Linked DNA regions of Triticum aestivum: region 2 is linked to region 1. The links are chromatin contacts, called in public Hi-C maps. All regions are on one chromosome and are shown on one strand. The core of a region is the stretch at or near the end of the contact, and the rest is flanking DNA. Distances in the headings are between cores, read along the strand shown.

Evidence for each region. A called contact is a pair of places that touch in the nucleus more often than the background predicts.
Region 2: a contact with region 1 is called in a Hi-C map of leaf, with 6 times the contacts expected there. The contact joins the promoter of LOC123137407 here to the promoter of LOC123134219 in region 1. A contact is called at or near these places in 2 of 5 Hi-C or Micro-C datasets (both in leaf).

Annotation. Positions count from the first base shown.
Region 1 is chr6B:446,668,313-446,674,570 of IWGSC CS RefSeq v2.1, forward strand. LOC123134219 (expansin-B7) reads right to left here and starts at 3,982. Exons shown (of 2, transcript XM_044553503.1): 1 at 3,428-3,982; 2 at 2,592-3,313. The coding sequence starts at 3,790. The coding sequence ends at 2,786.
Region 2 is chr6B:446,920,812-446,927,069 of IWGSC CS RefSeq v2.1, forward strand. It overlaps LOC123137407 (nicotinamidase 1), which reads right to left and starts at 2,227. Exons shown (of 5, transcript XM_044557158.1): 1 at 1,904-2,227; 2 at 1,333-1,516; 3 at 1,003-1,136; 4 at 733-918; 5 at 1-189. The coding sequence starts at 2,059. The coding sequence ends at 112.

The DNA of each region.
Region 1 (6,258 bases), core at 2,732-5,231:
AAAAACTCTAAAACAAACAATTGCAAATTTGCACATAATTTACACCATTTTTCACTTTTATAATAAGCAAAAATAATCATATAATAGAGGGATTTCACAAAAAAATCTTTTAAGAAGGAATGAATTAGTGGCATTGGTATTACCCCTAAAGAAGAAACAAAATAAAAATAAAAATATAAAATAAAATAATAAAGTTTTCTAAGAAGCACAAAAACTAAAAACAAATTCAAAACAATGAAATTTTCTAAGAAAGAATAAATTAGTGACATTGGTATTACCTTTTAAGAAGAAAGAAAATAAAAAGAATCGAAAAACAAACAATGAAAACATTGCACCCAATTTGCACAAAAAAATGTGATTTTCAATTATATGCAATAATGAGCATATAATAGTGGAAATTTACAAAAAATATGTTTCCTACGAAGGAATAAATTTGTGTCATTGGTATTACCATTACAGAAGAAAGAAAATGAAATGAAAACTAAAATAAAATCCGAATAATAACATTGTTTAAAGAAGAATCAATCTTTGGCATTGATATTACCTTTTAAGAAGAAAGGAAATGAGAAAAAACTCGCACACAACTTTACATTGAAGTTACACGTTGTGTAGTATGCAAAGAATAATCGTATAATAATATAATTTTCGTTGATTCTACAAATGTTTGCCTATTCAAGATTTTTTTTAAATGTTCACAATTAAAAAAAATGTTTGCAAAAATTATGAAATGTTCATATTAGAAAAGTTTGAAAATCTATAAAAATGTTCACGAATTTAAAAATTGTTCATGATTTCAGATATGTTCACATATTTTTTTTAATTGTTCATGATTTCAAAAAAATGAGAGTGATAGTGTATCTCGATGATGCAGCAAAATTTGGCCATGGCCGTTAGAGATTATGAATTATTTTTCTCCCATTGCACCGCATGAGCCCTTTTGCTAGATCAAATAGATGTTCTTGAATTTTAAAAATCGCCCCACCAATTACGAAAAACAATTTCTTTGATTCTAGAAACGTCCGCCGATTCAATTTTTTTGAAAAAAAAGCTCATTTGAATTGTATAAAATGTTCATAAATTGAAAAAATGTTCTTGATTTCATTAAATGTTTGAAAATTTGTAAAAATGTTCACGATTTGTGATATGTCTACGAGTTTAAAAAAATGTTCATAATTTCACAAAATTGAGAGTGATAGTGTATTTCGGTGATGCGGCAAAATGTAGTCATTTCTTCCAGTGCAAACCATGGCCCTTTTGCTAGTAAAAATAAAGGGGATATTGCTTGTGGCGGTACGTCATGGAAATTAATCCAAAGTTCGAAACTGTTACCCATCGATGCCACCTATAAGTATAAAAAATATTTCCCACAGGGGAATCCCTGTCTGGGCCGGCCCTGTAGAAACCTTCTATACAACATGTCTGTTTGGGTCGGCCCATATCCAGGCGGTGGTTTTTATAAATTTCGTATTTATCTTTGGTTTGTTTTCCGTCTTCCTTTTTTTTCTCATTTAAATAATTTGGGGATAACAAAAGTTCTGAAAATTAAAAAAATTAGAATTTTGAACTAAAATGTTTAATGATTCATACATGTTTGTGGACGCAGAAAATGTTCGTGAGTCTTAATATTCACAATTTTTTAAAAAATGTTCGGGATTAAAAACTGTTTATTATTTTTTGAAAAGTTTGTCTATTCAAAATGTTAATGAAATTAAACCTAATTTCACCAGTTCAAAAAATGTTCATGAATTGAAAAATATCCTAAAACTTCAAAAACTGTTCATGACTTACAAAATACTTTATTGATTCATAGAATGTTCGTTGTTTGAAAAAATTATCATGCATTTCAAGAAATATTCGTTAAATAAAAAATGTTCGTGAATTTCAAAATTTGTTCCACAAAACAATTTCCAAAAAAATGTTCGCCGATTCTAGAAATGTTTGTCTATTCAAGAAAAACATTTCAAAATATGTTCACAATTAAAACAATGTAAATAGTATAAAATTTCTATGATTTTAGAAAATGTTCGAAAATCTACAATTTGTTTTATGAATTTGAAAAATGTGCGTGATTTCAGATATGTTCACGAGTTTTAGAAAATGTTCATGATTTTCAAAAATTGTTCACAATTTCACGAAAATGAGAGTGATAGTGTATCTCGGTGATGCAGCAAAATGTGGTCATGTCCATTGAAGATTATAATTTTTTTTCTCTCGTTGCAATGCACGAGCCCTTTTGCTAGATCAAAAAATGTTCAATAATTTCAAAAATTGTTGCACCAATTTTAAAAAAATATTCGTTGATTCTAGAATTGTTCATGGATTCAAGAAAGTTGTTTAAAAATATATTCACTATTTAAAAAATGTTTGCAAATTGTATAAAAGGTCCATAAATTCAAAAAATGATCTTGATTTTAGAAAATGTTCGAAATTTTGTAATTGTGTTCATGGATTTGAAAAATGTTCACAATTTTAGATATGTGCACAAGTTTAAAAAAATGTTCATCATTTCAAAAATTGTTCATGATTTCATGAAATTGAGTGATAGTGTATCTCAGTGATGCAGCAAAATGTAGACGCACAGGCCCTTGTACTAGTAGCTAAAATGTCTTTATTGTATTGGACGAGACACGTATACCATGAAAAACGTATGCGCTACGAGAGAGAACACGTAGTAGCACACGAAGACCACACACACCGGACGTCACAAGCGACGTCTCAGCTAGCTTGGCACGATTAAGCCATGCATGGACGTGCATGGATGCCTTCCACGGATGAGTGGAAGGGGTCAATCGAACTGGACGAGGGAGCTGTACACAGTGTCGGGCTGCCAGTCGGCCGGGATGACCTGCCCGGCGACGAGCGACCTGCCGGACTCGTTGGTGACCCGCAGCGAAAAGGGCCCCTGCAGCGGGCGGTGCGTGTCCAACCGCCAGATGGAGCCCCACGACTCCCTCATCGGCGTCCAGACCCCAGTCGGCTCACCATTGTCCGGCCGCGACTCCATGAGGTCCACCTGCGCCACGTCGCCGTCGCCGTTCTCGTACTCCACCAGGATCGCCAGGTAGTTCGGGTTCGACCCCTGCTCCACGTGGAACGTCACCGACAGCCCCGGGTACTGGCACGGCACCCTCTTGAACTGCATGTCGATGATGCCGGCGTGGCGGAGCTCGTCGTTTCGGCCGTCCTTGGCCATGGCGCCGAAGGCGGTGCCGCTGAGGTCGAAGTGGTAGCGGGCCACCGGGTAGTAGTTCATGTCGGTGATGATCACCGTCTCAGGGACGCCGGAGCACGCTGCGTGAGCCACGCACCTTATCTGCACGCAACGCAACGCAACAATCCAAGATCCATCAGCCTGGAAAAACAAACGAAACGACAAGCACTCTACCGTCACTGTCAAGTAACTGCAATGTCGGCCACAGCAGCTGACCTGGTAGCACGAGCCGCATCCCTTGCCGTCCTTGAAGAGCGGCTCGTTGCCGCACGACGTCATGGCGTTGAACGGCGGCAGGTTCACGTTCTTGAACCCGCACGCGCCACCATTGTCGTCAGGCCCGGCGCCTCCGGGAGCGCCGTACCAGGTGGCCCTGGCGTCGAGCCAGCCGCCGCCGTCGACGTTGGTGCCGGTGCCGGTGCCGGGGCTGGGGGTGGGGGTAGCGGGGGCGGGTGTAGGCGTGGGGGAGTGTCCAGGGCAGAATATGGCAGGCAGAAACCAAAAGCAGCCGCAGCAGCCATCGGCGGCGAGGAGGCAGAAGAGGGCGACCGCAACGGCGTAGGCGGAGGCCGCTGCCATCGCCCGCTTTCGCTGGTTACTCGTTGCCGTACTCTGGTGGTTAATGGCTTGATGCAGTTGGTGGGCGTGTGAATTTATAGGCCGGCAACTCAAGTGCTAAGCTTCTTCTTCCTCTACCAGATCAAATCAAGAGGAGGAAAAGGACGAAGGAATGAATGAACGGAGATGGCGGATGGAGAAAGGAGGAGCCAGACGTGATGGCAGGGCCGGTTCACATGTGGATGGCGGGACTCGCCCAACTGGCTGCTATACACCATTACCCGTGATCACGGGATGCATTTCTCTCTGCTTTTAAAAATCATCAACCATACATACATACTGCATTACAGGTGCTTCCTCCATGTATTTATGCCTGCAGCCAGCATAGCATCATGCCCATTGCAGATCATAGAGGCATCTTTTTCTTGGAGTTTTGTACGGAGTCGTAGCAATGTACATATACGGCCACATGATCCGTCTTGCAATCAGTGACGAGCTTGTTTTATTTTGTACTGCGAAAATACCAAACTAGTGCTACGAAAATGCCCAGCTGAAAGTTACGTGTGCGTCGGCAGAGGATCAGGGCATGATACGAAAATATGATAGTGGTTACGTACAAGATACCGGTGAAATGGTATGAAAACACGAGTATCCAGTGACATACTAACGAAGCATCCAAATATCAGCAGAAAAAAAAGAACATCGAAAGATACAATGTTGGATGTAACCCATAGTCAGTTCACCATTTCTTTTAATACATGTAACTTAGTTGTACTCGCATATAGTGGCGGTGCCAAGATTTAACTAGGACCAAGATTTAACAGTGTCCTACCTACTACAGTTAACAAAGAGATTTTAGGCCACGCCCCACGCGGCAGCTCGGCCTGCCTAGGGCTTGAGTGTAATGATATGGATACAATATTAAAAAAACTACAATGTAGCTCTTGCATTTAGTAATTATAATGAAACCTCTTAGAGACCTCTTCTTTGTGGTATTAATCCTTGAAGGTCAAATGCAATAAAAGTTTCCGAAAGCCCTTGAATCACTCATCCAAAGAGATGAAAAGTCATAAGCGGCCAAGCCAACGTATTTGAGGAAGATGGGGAGAGCAAATAGTCAAACCACAAGATCTTCGCCATAGTGTCAAGGTAAGATTTCAACAAATAGTCAAACCACAAACAGAAGCAACATGACACACTAGATCCGGACAATCGACTCTGCAAGACACAAACCCCTCTGATTCCATGGCCGATTCTTTTAACCATAGTAAATTGTTTTTTTTTTTGCAAAAATGACTCAGATCTGTTACAAAGATTTATTAGAAGTACGAAGCATCCTAAACATAATAAAAATGACATCGAGGTCCCTGAACCACCGAACGACCATTGATGTCGGTAGAACAACCCGTCCACCCGCTGTTATCGCCGCTCCCGTACTAGAGTCGGTCTGACCTTATCGATAACAACTGAAAAGTAATAAGTGCACGTGCTCCTAAAGCCCAGTGCCTTGGAGCCGCAATGTTCGCCGTTGAACCCTTGAACCGATCCAAAGAACCAAATACCAGATCTCGCAATCACATACTCAGGACGAGAAACCCTGACATCGACACCCCGAGGGCCTAGCTGAAATCTACGCCGGTGTTCCATCTAATTCATCCTGATAGATGAACTGGAGGAGGATCAAAGCCTGAAAGACTGATATGAAGAAGCGTCGCCATCCACCTAAGCGCTGCCCTGCATGGACTAAAAAGCCTAACCTATCTAATAGTCGGAGCCGAGGCACTAGAATTTCCCTCCCCGCCACCAGTTGTCAGAGCAGCTAACGAAGGGGAGAAGAATCCACGAGCTTGCCGATGAAGATCGATGGGGGGGAGACTTGGCCCTAATCAACTTGCGGAAAAAGGACAATAGCAATTTTATCCGCAAAAGCACAGCCACCACTAATGTTTACAACGACCATAAAATTCTCACTTGCCTTCGAAGCACAACCATTTTTATGTCGATTTTCTGTTCGTTTGTTTGATTTTTTTCCTCTTTTTTCTCTTTTGGTTTCTTTTTTTAAGTTTCTGAACTCTCTTTTCAAATCCAGAGCTTATTTAAAATCTGTGAACCTTTTTCAAATTCATTATTTTTTTCCAAATACTTGAACTTTTTAAAAATCTGTAAAAAAATATTATTGATTTTTTAATTCTTGTTTTTTCTTCAGAAAACCAGATATCTGTTTTGTTTTCCAGGACCAACAACTATTGTTTTCTTAACAACGAGGCTAACGAGCGACGACCAAATGGGCCAGCCCAGGTGTCCTCGGTGGGAGCGCTAGTCACGAACGTGCGCCGAAGTAATCGAGGAGTACTCCTTATGCGCCGCTCGTTGCGGCAAATTGCCGAGCAAACGCACAGGGGCGACTCCAGCTGGGCCGGCCCATTAGCGAAACACAGTAAAAAATACAAAAAAGACTAAAACTGCTGGAGGAGGTAGGAATCGGACCT
Region 2 (6,258 bases), core at 977-3,476, 250 kb after region 1:
GGGGCAGATACAGCATCTGATTATTCTACATAGAGTGGATAAACAGGAGGACTACATAGAACTATAGCACGGTCCTTCCAGCAAGACTCAGACCTGATGAATGATCTAGTCTTATTCTTCAAGAATTCCGTCAACTATCTTCGCACCCCTTGATTTGGCCATGTAAAGTCCCATGTGATGCATAAGATCCTGCATCATTATGAAAGCTTAGCTATAAGTCCATGTTTTTTTCTTTTAATGAGCAAGGGAACGCACAAGATATCAAAGCAAATTTGCTACCGTTGTGCCTATGCAGTGACTTTCAGGTCAAGAGAAAGCAGATGAACTCTACGCGTAAATACTTCGCAGCCAACACGACAGTGCATTTTCCATGTAAAACTAGTGCACTTTTTTTAGGCAGAACACAATTTTCCTCTTTGTTGATGTTCTATATAGCTATAAAAACTCCGGATCACATGGCATGGGATTTTGGTATGGTATATGAACTCTGGATGCTGGGAACTCCTTCAATGTCTTCTGTTTTACAAAACCTAATACTCCCTCCGTCTCAAAATAAGTGTCTTGAGCTTAGTATAAATTTGTACTAGAGCTAGTACAAAGTTAAGACACTTATTTTGGGACGGAGGAAGTACTAGCTAAAATTACATGCTCCAGAATACGAAAGCTATCTACTCTCTTTCTGAAGTCTACACTCTCACTGACTATGCATAGTAGAGTTTAGTGGCCGAGTACCTGTGGATGGGCCAAAGCTCCTTTGATACTCCTGGCTACTTCGACAGGGAGGTCAAATGTCGCACATCCCTCGGAATAGATCACAACATCTTCCAACGGGGGCACTCGGCCAATGTTTCTTGCAGCCAGAGTAGAACTCACAAAGTCCAAAACACAGAAGTCAGTGCATATTCCTACGACCAAAACCTGCATCAAGCAAATTCACGAGTCACTTATAAACGGGGATCACACTTTTTTTCACCGAACATTTAAATAGGAAGGATCTCTTACGGTTTTGATCTGGAACTTTGCGACCCACTCGCTGAAAACATTGGACCCATCCTTCTCAAATGAAGCAAGATAACCATCAATACAGTCCTTGCGCCTCATTGTCACATTTGGATCATTCTCCAGCCACTCAAGAGCTGCATATAGCAGATTGAACTTCGTCAGAATCCAGATATGGAACGTATTCTGTTGTCATTCTCCCATATCTTATCAGGTTGCCAAAACCATCGATTTAGCATATCCCAATTCAACATGAAAGAATCAGTTCATAGAAACTGAACATGCTCTGCGATAGGCTTAAGAGAAGTAATAATAAGAAAAATGTGGAGTAACCTGGAACAAAGTTTTCTTCACCGGAACCGATGATACAGTGCGGCGGAAAAGGCGGCTCGGGTTTATCGGGGTGGTGGGTATCAAGGAACGCAAAGACCGGCCAGTTCCTCTGGCAGAACACCTTGGCAAGCCTGGTAGACTCCTCCACCATCTTCTCGATCTGCTTATTCGGCGTGACGGGGGCCTGCAGACGCCAACTTTCTTATATATAAGTAAAACAAGTAATACTTCATGCAGATTGATATTCATGGGAGGAAGAAAAGGGAAAGTGGAGATTCAAGATGGGCCAGAAAGAGAAAAGAGAAGAAATAAGCACGAGACGGAGCGAGAAGTGAGTGACAAGAAGAGAACAACAAGAGCCAAGAAGCAAGACAGGAGGAAGCTGCGAGAGGATATCTGGCCTATTCACTCGCGTCCCCATCGTAGAGCAACCAGCAAAACTCCAACTCTTTCGGCATGGCGGCATGCATCCACCGGACCACCGAGCTCCCGCAAGAGCCGATCAACCTCGCGCGAAGGCTCGTCACCAGTATACTCAAAAACAGAGCAGAGGAGGGGGAGCAGAACTCACGAGGTTCCCGGCGCCGACGGTGCAGAAGCCGTTAACGAGGTCGACGAGGACGAGCCCCGTGCCGGGCGTCAGGAGGAGGTCGGCGTCCGGCAGGAAGGGTGCCGCCGAGCGGAGCAGGTCAATCGCGGCGGCGCCGCCGTTGGCTTCGGACCCCATGGAGATGCGTGAAGGGAAGGGGCGGTTGGTGGTTTGGGTTTGACTGGTCCCGATCAAGTAGTCGTCACGAGCCCCGTTTTGTCTAATCTCCTTTCTCGACTGGCACCATCCAGTTGGAACCCCGGTGAGAGGCGGGACCCTGATTGGCAAACTTGGTCAAACGAACACCCAAAAGATGAGAAGGAAATTCATTCGTCCACCCAAGTGGCTGCGCGCGGATATGAGCGAACAGACTTGGGGAAAACACGGCCTACATCAAGGGCAAGGGGTGGTCGGAGTGAGTGAGAAGGCGCCGAGCTGATTTGCGGTGTGATCGACACGCCAAGTTTAGGTTTACTTTTGTGACCAACGTATTGTCAGATTGGTTGCACGGCGCATCACGCCGTTGTTTGCTGAGCAAAACACATGAACGAGATTTCATACCCATTTGTGCTTTGTTATTTCTTTAGAGAAAAGACACTCGGGACGCTCTGCTTTATCTCTACTCCTAGGGTGTGTTTGGTTGTCGTTGTGAACAGTTCCTGCATCGCATACACTTCTCGACCCAACCTGATTGAGCAAAAACAGACCCTAATGCGTCATTTGCAAGTTGTTTGGTTGCCTGCATCTAGTGTCACTGCATTAGATAATACGTAAGTGCACTTTGTTTGGTTGCATGCATTGGCTCTAGCGGTACATGAACACGGCGTCTGCTTGCATACAACATACATGTTGTGCTTACCTTGTACACTAGTTGATGAGCTTACCCATAATGATCACACCTAGCACATCAACGCCACAACACAGCAATGACGATGAACTGGGCGAAAATGATGAAGTTCTTCAGCTTCAGCCCAAACTGACGATCCATCTTAGCACCTTCCACTTTGACACCTCCAACCTTGCCACTGTCAACACTGCTGCCTCCGTGCTTTCGCACCTAGGCGGAGTAAGCTTGTTCTGCTGCCTGCCTAGTCTTGAACCCTCTATAAATGTTGTTGCTATACGATGTCACTTGTGCATTGGCTTCTTCCCATGAACTATAAACCCCTGAAGCATCACCGATGAACACGGCATACCACTTGCCTTAGCAATGCACAAGAGCAAGAGCTGAAGCAACAAATCAATGGAACACACAAGTAGCAAGCAAAGTAGCACACAAACAACAATGGAGCAGAAGAGAAGTAAAGCATGCATGATCATACGGCATAACAAGTTTAACCTAGCACTACCTTGATGTTAACCTACCACCACATCAAAAAGAGGGTGTCATCCTACCACCATAAGTTCCCATCATCGTGAGGGGTTAGTATATACCACCTCACCAAAATATACAAACCATCAAATTGTTTTCAGCCCTAGCTACACAAAATGTTCGTCGTCATCGTCATCGTCGTCGTCGTCGCCACCACCATCACCGTCGGGGATCATGCACGCTCACAGGCAGCACTACTCTAGTAGTAGTGCTTGCCCAACCAGCTCCTGATCCACAGCACCCTGTGAGCGTCTGCCATGGCAACGAACCCAACACCCTGGGCCTTGTTGTCAAGCAGGTGGCTGAGAGCTGCCATGAGAGCCTCGTCACTGAAGCCACCCTGGGTCATGACAGCGCCATACAGGTCAGGGTGGACGTCGAGGGGCTTGCACTCCCTGATGGCTGTTGCAACCTCCTTCACTGCCTCAGTCATGCTGCAAAAGACATTGATATCCTCCTCCATCAGGCCTCCTCTCTTCCTCTTCCTATCATGGACGGGGTAAAATGGCTTGTCGAAGGGCTTCGCAGCTGGCTTGTCAGGGCCATCAAGGACCTCGACGTCCGGGGTCCCAGGGAAGTCTGGCATGGGAGAACCAAGAGGCTCCCCCGAGCCCATGGCATGCTTCCCAGTTGCCAGCCCGAAGGAGAAGATGTGTTGCATCTGGCTGTAGTTCTGTATGGGTGTGTTGAGGAACTCAGCGTCCCTTGGGTGGTCCTAAGAATGAAACACAAGTGTTGTTAGTTGCGATTAGGAGTAGGCAATGGTGGACAGTATGAAAAGGAAGAGGGCTGTGACCTAACCGCGACATGGCCGGTGTAGTGCTTTGCCTCCAGAACTATGGAGCAAGTGTTCTCATCCCATGAGGCGCCGCTAAGGTCTCTCAGCTTGGACACTTGGATCCATCGACCTCTTCACTTCCTCAGGTGGTTGTACACCTGGGTGGCAGACACCTCCTGCCCACAGAACTCGAACACCTGCTTCGCAACAGTGTTCAAGTGCACCTCCTTGAAGCCCTTGTTAGTCCTAACTCCACTAGAGATGAGCTCACACATGTTGTTCAGCACGAACGTGGACATGAACGGCTGCCACTTCATGTTGTTCGACCTACCATCCTTCTTTGCCTTTGCTGCTGCTACCTTGAGTGCGACGGCGGCAGCAGCATCAACAGCAGGAGTTGGCTCAACGAGCACTACTGTCACATAGAGGGAATCAGGCGCGAACACCTCTAAATCAGGTGCCATCTCGGACATAGGCTGCGAGTCCTTGACAAAAGATGGAGCAAACTGGCTGTCGGACAGGACAAGTGCCTGACTAAGATCTTGCGTCTGCGTGGTCATGTCCTACAATCATAGCATGCATTGATGGTAAGCATAACACACAGCATACCAGACAATCCATGAAAGCAGCAACATACATGTACATGGTTCATGACTATCATACTAAGCACATATAGTTCATTGCTATCATACTAAGCATACATGACAACCTATGAGCACGAATATACATCTACAGCAAACAACATGCTATAAATGGACCACCAATAGGTACAAATCACAGATCTAAGACGAATCAACACAAGCACAAGGTTCAACTTCAAACTCTACTACTAATCTAGCCTACCACATGCTTCAACATCTAGCCCTACCATAAATTGCAACCGCATCATGGCAATCAACCATATCAACTCACAGATTAGACCACTAATCAACCATGCATCTAGATCAAACCCTACCTACAGATCAGATCTAGCTAGAAGGAACAGAGAGAAAGGGGGATTGAACTCACAGAGGCCATGGCTGCAGCTCGAGGACGAGGGGGGACGGTCGTGAAAGATCAACGTCGGCTGGTGAAGGAGCGCCGACGCCGTAGACCGCCGGCCGATGAAGATGCGCCGCTTACCTGCTCGTCAGTGCCGATGCGCGTCCGCGAGAAAGCTCGAACGGAGGAAGAATGGTAGCGGGAGTTGGGGCGGTGAGGGAGGGGGCTAAATAGGGGTGGACTCGGCGGGAAGTGAGCTGAAATCCTCCCGCCGATTTTTCGGCGACGCGGGCGAGCTCGCGCCATCTCCCTGTAGCGACCAGACCTTAAACAGTCTGATCTCTGTGTAACAGTGTCATCCCTGGATCGGTAATGTTGACACGCACAGTACTTGAAGGATTTATAACAGAGTAGCAATCACACACTTATTACAGTAAATGTCTCAAAAGAGAACTTATTTGTCACTCCCAATATGCGACCCTATCCAAGAAGAACTCGAAGGTACCACCAAGGATAGACCCGCATATTGAAACGCTTTTGCAAGGTGGATATCATTACATCAACATTACATAATAGATGGGGATACATACAAAAGGCATACAATGCCACACGAATACAACATCATCTTACATAAGATCACCATCCGACTACGGATGAACCACAAACAGAAACTCAAACGACATCCACCCTGCTAGCCCAGGCTGTCGACCTGGAACCTATCCCCTAAACGAAGAAGCAGAAGAAGAACTCCGAAACAAGCAAACATCGCTCTCGCGTCATGATTGTCGCATAACCTGTACCTGCAACTGTTGTTGTAGTAATCTGTGAGCCACGAGGACTCAGCAATCCCATTACCATGGGTATCAAGACCAGCAAAGCTTAATCGGAAAGGAAGGGGTAAAGTGGTGAGGTTGCAGCAGCGACTAAGCATGATATGGTGGCTAACATACGCAAATAAGAGCGAGAAGAGAGCAAACGGAATGGTCGTGAAGCTAGCAATGATCAAGAAGTGAACCTGAACTCCTACTTACGTCAGACATAACCCAAAACCGTGTTCACTTCCCAGACTCCACCGAAAAGAGACCATCATGGCTACACACGCGGTTGATGCATTTTAATTCATATCTGGTGTCAAGTTGTCTACAACCGGACATTAACAAATTCTCATCTGCCCATAACCGCGGGCATGGCTTTCGAAAGATAATA